Linked DNA regions of Mus musculus: region 1 is linked to region 2. A link is a contact called in public Hi-C data. All regions are on one chromosome and are shown on one strand. The core of a region is the stretch at or near the end of the contact, and the rest is flanking DNA. Distances in the headings are between cores, read along the strand shown. Region 1 has its middle 77 kb from the start of 7420700N18Rik. Region 2 overlaps 7420700N18Rik (RIKEN cDNA 7420700N18 gene).

Region 1 (2,700 bases), core at 108-2,607, 72 kb after region 2:
AATGAAGCTCATGTATTTGGCTGGATGTAAATAGAACTACAGAGAGAGTGAATAATTTATTCTCTTTTCAGCATGTAAAAAAGTTAATAGTCTTGTTTGTGAGGTTCTTAGAAAATATCCAGAAGAGGAGCCAGGTCACATTTGAGGTCATAAATGCTCAAGCCTGAGCCTGGTTTATTGCTTTTTTTAAACATTCCTATTTTGAAATATTTCTATATAAAAGAAATATTGTCTCAATGTTGGCAACCTCACAGCAAATGTTAATTGTCCTGGAATTCCTGATTCTCAGCTAGTGAGATGCTTCAGCCAGACTTGGGAATGAGGGCTCTTTTATTCATCTCATGTTCCTGTAATTCTCCATATCTTTCTGCTTTCCCTCAATACCATGTATCACTCATTACCTTGTGAAGTGATCATACTGAAAGTCTGAAGTATGGTTTCTACTAACTGTGTATCAGAAATTGTAAGCTGAGCCATTATCTAATCAATCTGAGGCAGTATGCATTCGAACAATTGCAGCGCAGGTATGTGCGAGTCATGCTATGCCTTCAGTTTATCTACAATGTTCAGAGGACATGAGCATTAATGGCAAAGCACATGCAAATCTCACCAGGGAGAAGGTCTCATATTGGAAAGAATAGATGGGCTCACACACACAGATAAAACATATTATGTGATACATTCAGCTGAGTGGCAGCTGATATCTGAACTTCCTGAACATGTTCATACTTTTAACCTGGACACTTGGTGATCTGATGACATTTTCAGCTTCTTTTCCTGCATTGTAGCGGATATTGTGGGATATAGTAAGGGGAAGTAGAGAAAGAAGCCCTTCCATGGTTCTGTCAATCAGTACTTGCAGAAGACTCTCTCTGGCTCCTGGGGAGTTAATAAGTGTATTGATTATATTTATTCTAACTCTCAAATGAATGGAAACAAGTTCACCAAAACTTTAAACGTTTGTCATAGTAAGGAGATTAGAAAAGGGAAATGAAGAGAACCATAACAAACAGCCCTGTGTCTGGTGCATAAATTTAACTTCTTTATATGAGATATTTTAAAAAGGTAGAAAACTTTACAGAATCTATCTGTTCTGCGTATCCTTCCATGTGTTGCTGTAACTCAGTAGAATAGATGGTATTAGATACATTCTATACATTCTAGCTGCAGCTCATCTCCCGTAGGTTGTAGGGTCTGCTACATTCTCTGCACAGCAACCTGAATAATGGCTCAAAGAGCTTATGTTTCAAAGCAAGGGTGGGCCATTCAGTGTATTTTCTTTACTTCTCTGCCAGAGAATTAAGCAGCCTTTCTTCCTCAGATCAAAGGACAATGTGCTGCATTTTTCTCTCCTCTCTGTGGTGTAGCACCAAGCAAACAGCTTCTGTGGTGAGAGGCACTGTGCAACTTATATCAGCATTAGTCACTGTGTCTCTTTGCTTTTTTGCACTTGGTAAATAAAGGAAAGAATCAATCAATTTCTTACTCACACTAAGTCTACATTACATCAACACAGTTAGTTGAAGAAATGATTATTTATTCAGTTACCTCAGTAAGATTCAGTTAGCCTTTTAAAGCATTTTAATATGGGAAATCAAAATGTATGTAAAAAGTGCAATGCACCCTCCTGCTCAGACATGTAACTCCAGCAATCAAGTTCCTCACAACCCTGTTTTCTCTCTAGCTCCCCTGAATCCACTCTACCATGAGTTACTGTGAAACAAACTTGTACAAGTCTACTTAAATACACTAGTATGAATATTTGAAGGGTAAGAACACTTTTTGGAAGTATGGCCAGAAATAGTTTCACTCTTAAAATATTAATGTTCCTTGATCAGGTTCAGTCTGGTATTTGGACTAGCCTACAGCTCTCTCTATAATGACGTGAATCTGTGTTTCTCAATATCTCACTCTGTTGTTTTACCGCGAAGCCCCCCTTACATACCTGCCATTTATTGTCTACGGAAGCAGGCTTACCCTTCGAAGCTCCCCATACCTGCATTGTAGTGACCCCATCTTTGATGTGTCCTTTACCATGTTTACCAGTTTAGAAGCAGAATGCAAAGTCTCAGTTGGGTTCGAGGTCAAGCTCTTCTCTTCTTTCTGTACCAGGCTTGGTTTACACCCAGCAGCTGACTGAAACGGATGTAGATACCCACAGCCAAGCATGGGGTGAAGGCCAGACATCCCTGTGTAAGTTAGAGGAAGTATTGAAGGAACTAAAGGGGATGGGAATCCCATAGGAAGACCAATAGTGTCACCTAACCTGGACCTCTGGGAGATCCCAGAGACGGAACAACCAACCAAAGAGCATACAGGGGCTGGTCCAAGGTCCCCCACTCCCTGCATATATGGAGCAAAGGGCTGTCTTGTCTGGCCTCAGTGGAATAGGATATGCCTAATCCTGTAGAGACTTGATGCCCCTGTGTGTGGGGACACCTGGGGGAGCATCCTCTCAAAGGTGAAGGGGAGGAGCAATTGGGGGAAGAACTCTGAGAGTGGGGACTGGGAGGGGTCAGTTTTGGGGATATAAATACATATAATAATTAATTTATAAAAAAGTCTGCATGTACACGAATGAATAGATGTCAGGAGAGGGGGAAAGGAGAATTTCTTATAGAGAAGAGTATGTTTTTCAAATATTTGACTTTAGAATCTTGATTAGATTCCCCTCAACTTATTTTGAATTTAAAATATTGC
Region 2 (2,700 bases), core at 12-2,511:
CACTAATGTGGGATCATCAGAAAGAACACTGGTGACATTCAGACACAAAAGAAAACCAGGAGGCAGAAGGACCTCAAAGTGACCTTGGTGACAAAAAGCACGTCCGCAGAAACACACATATCTCAGGCAGTGTGGCCAACAGTGAGAAAGCTATGCCAGCTGACATTTCATTTCTGAGTAGCAGCTCCTTAAGCATTTGGAGCTGGGACGCTCATCCCACTCTCATGGAAACCCCCAAGAACTCTCACAAATGCCTGCTTTTACTTTGCTTCCCTTAAAACAACCAAAATTCCCTCCTCACAATTGTTGGGACATCCCAACAGCACAGTCCTTTCTTTCCCAGCTTGCAATGCAAACAAATATTGTTTTGTCCATTTCTTGTGGGTACTCACTCCAGCCTCATACCAATGTTAACATTTTTTCCCCCTTATCAAATGGTATTTCCTAGAACTACCTGAAGGTGGCAGTATTGTGCATCAGCCAGTGATTAGTAAGGAGATCAGGAACCAATTAAGGAAATGATTTAAGGAGTAGGCTGTAACTGACTCAAAATGAACAGATTATATACTGTGGAGACTTTTTTGAGCCTGAATACAACCACCCTACCCCCCACCCGCAGACATACACTCCAATGTGCATATATAGTGCAAAAGGTAAGAGGAAACCGAAATGACATGTCAACAGAGGGTAATGCTATTATTATCATCTCAAATATGCTCAGTCTATATAATTAACACAGTGATATCTTGGGGGGGGGGTGTATGGGTCATTAAGACAGCTGGCTGAAGAAATTCCAATGATGCCAATTCACCAGGAATTTCCCAGGAGGAAGGCCATTATTCTTTCTCCAACTAAAGCCTCCAAGATGCTGCAGTCCATGTATTTTGGAAGCAGACCCCTATTTCCCTTGGAGGGACATGAAGCAAGACTGTGTAGATATTTTACATTTGTCCATTCTACAAAAGTCTCCAGCTCTCTGAGGTGGAACAGAGCAACAGCATTCCAGTAAAACTAACTGACCATTGAAGTGGTGGTGATGGTGGGGGTGAGGGGATCATTGCCCATAATAGTGCCTGGAAAGGATATATGCAACTCTAGCATTGTCAGACCGAACCCATTCCTGTAACCAAGATGTTTATTAGGGCATACTTGGCAACTGCATCACAGCACCACCTAGGAAGCTGATGAATAATTGATTCAGACTGAGTGGACATTTCAAGGGACATTGACCACATAGCTGTGAAGTTGAAGCTGAAGGTCAGTTACAAGACACAGGTCAGAGGCAGGAGGAAAGTCCCTGTGTGTCAGAGGCAGGGCATAAGCTAGGTCTTCTCAGATCTTAGATTGGAGCAGATCCAGGCTTTCAGCTGAGTCATTCTCTTAGGGTGTTTGATTACTGGGGCTTTCCACATTTTTAGAATTCCGAAGGAGAAGTGGCACAGATACTGTTTGGATCTGCCATTGAAATGAGACAGCACAAACGGTCACTTTGTTTTGTTTTGTTGCAACAGTGAGTTGCCTGGTACTGTTTCACATCCGTATAGGACGTTGTTAGGCTCACTCAGAGATTCTTCCCAGAGACCAGTGGGTTATGGTGTGGGAAAAGACTCCTGGAGAGAAATGACATTTTAGAAAACTCCACGTCAAGAAATTGTGTGTTTCTGACTGAGTAGTTTCTAGAATGTAGACATAGTTACAACTACTTTGGATATTTTATGCCATTTAATCTTCATAACACCATATGAGGTAGAAATAAATTTATCTATCTATCTATCTATCTATCTATCTATCTATCTATCTATCTATCTATCTATCTATCTATCTCAATTGTATAGAAGTTGACCTTTCCCAAAGCTATAACTGCCAAGCAACAGGGCTGGTATCCAAACTCTGAGTTTCCTTAGGAGAAGGAGGGTTAAATATATTTATGAAACCATTGAACTTGAACCATTTTGTTGAATTTAGAAAGTAATGGGCCATCGTGAATTTCTTTCTTTTTTTTTTTTTTTTAAAGATTTATTTTATGTGTGTCTATTTGCCTGCATGTCTGTGCACTGTGTGCTCACAGAGGCCAGGAAAAGGCATTGGATCCATTTCCTGAGACTGAGTTACAGATGGTCATGAGCTGCCCTGTTGGTGCTGGGAACTGAACCCAAGTCCTGTGCAAGAGCAGCCAGTGGAGTGAGCCATCCCTTCTGTCTCTCTCTCTCTCTTTTTTTTTCTTTTGCAACCAGTGTATATTAGTACAAAATAATAGGTTTTAGTATGATATTTCAACACACACATATATGTCCTATTTACCCTCTGTTATATTTTACATACATTATAAAGTTGGCAGAGTATGACTAGTAAGCTTCAGTGTCTCATGGTATTAATTATTAGTGCATAACCTCAGATAAAAATCCATTACTCGATGCCCACCAATTTGGAGATGCTTCCCACGGACCAGTAAGTGTACTGTGGGGCCAGCACTGATCCACATTTTAAGAAGAGTTTATTTTGTACTTTAGAGGACAAGACTGGGTGCCCTAACTCTGGAGATGACCTCTTGTCCTAAACACTACCTCCTACAGGCTCAACTCTCCAACAATAAACCTGTCACCCAGTGCCAACCCTTTGCTTCTACCATTATTGCTGGAAATGCTGCCCTTTTTGATTAAGTTGAAGTGTCTCCTCTTTCCTATGCAAGAGACCTGGGAG

Evidence for each region. Hi-C and Micro-C count contacts between places; a contact is called where the count stands out from the background.
Region 1: a contact with region 2 is called in a Hi-C map of pancreatic cancer cells, with 3 times the contacts expected there. The contact joins two enhancer-like sites. A contact is called at or near these places in 1 of 15 datasets of contacts at CTCF or cohesin (the NIH/3T3 cell line), 7 of 484 Hi-C or Micro-C datasets (the AML12 cell line, colorectal tumor organoids, nephron progenitors and 2 more) and 5 of 115 datasets of contacts at active chromatin or transcription factors (a beta-TC-6 cell line, a colorectal cancer cell line, embryonic fibroblasts and 2 more).

The regions. Positions count from the first base shown.
Region 1 is chr8:31,443,719-31,446,418 of GRCm38.p6, forward strand. No RefSeq gene overlaps it. Among named protein-coding and RNA genes, the nearest start is that of 7420700N18Rik, 77 kb to the left of the region's middle. Within about 2 kb of position 1,358, at least 21 of the 459 cell types and tissues checked have an H3K27ac peak or open chromatin away from gene starts, as enhancers often do. A contact at or near this core is called in colorectal tumor organoids and pancreatic cancer cells, where this site is marked.
Region 2 is chr8:31,372,085-31,374,784 of GRCm38.p6, forward strand. The region is part of intron 1 of 7420700N18Rik (RIKEN cDNA 7420700N18 gene); the gene reads left to right. Among named protein-coding and RNA genes, the nearest start is that of 7420700N18Rik, 5.7 kb to the left of the region's middle. Within about 2 kb of position 1,262, at least 78 of the 459 cell types and tissues checked have an H3K27ac peak or open chromatin away from gene starts, as enhancers often do. A contact at or near this core is called in colorectal tumor organoids and pancreatic cancer cells, where this site is marked.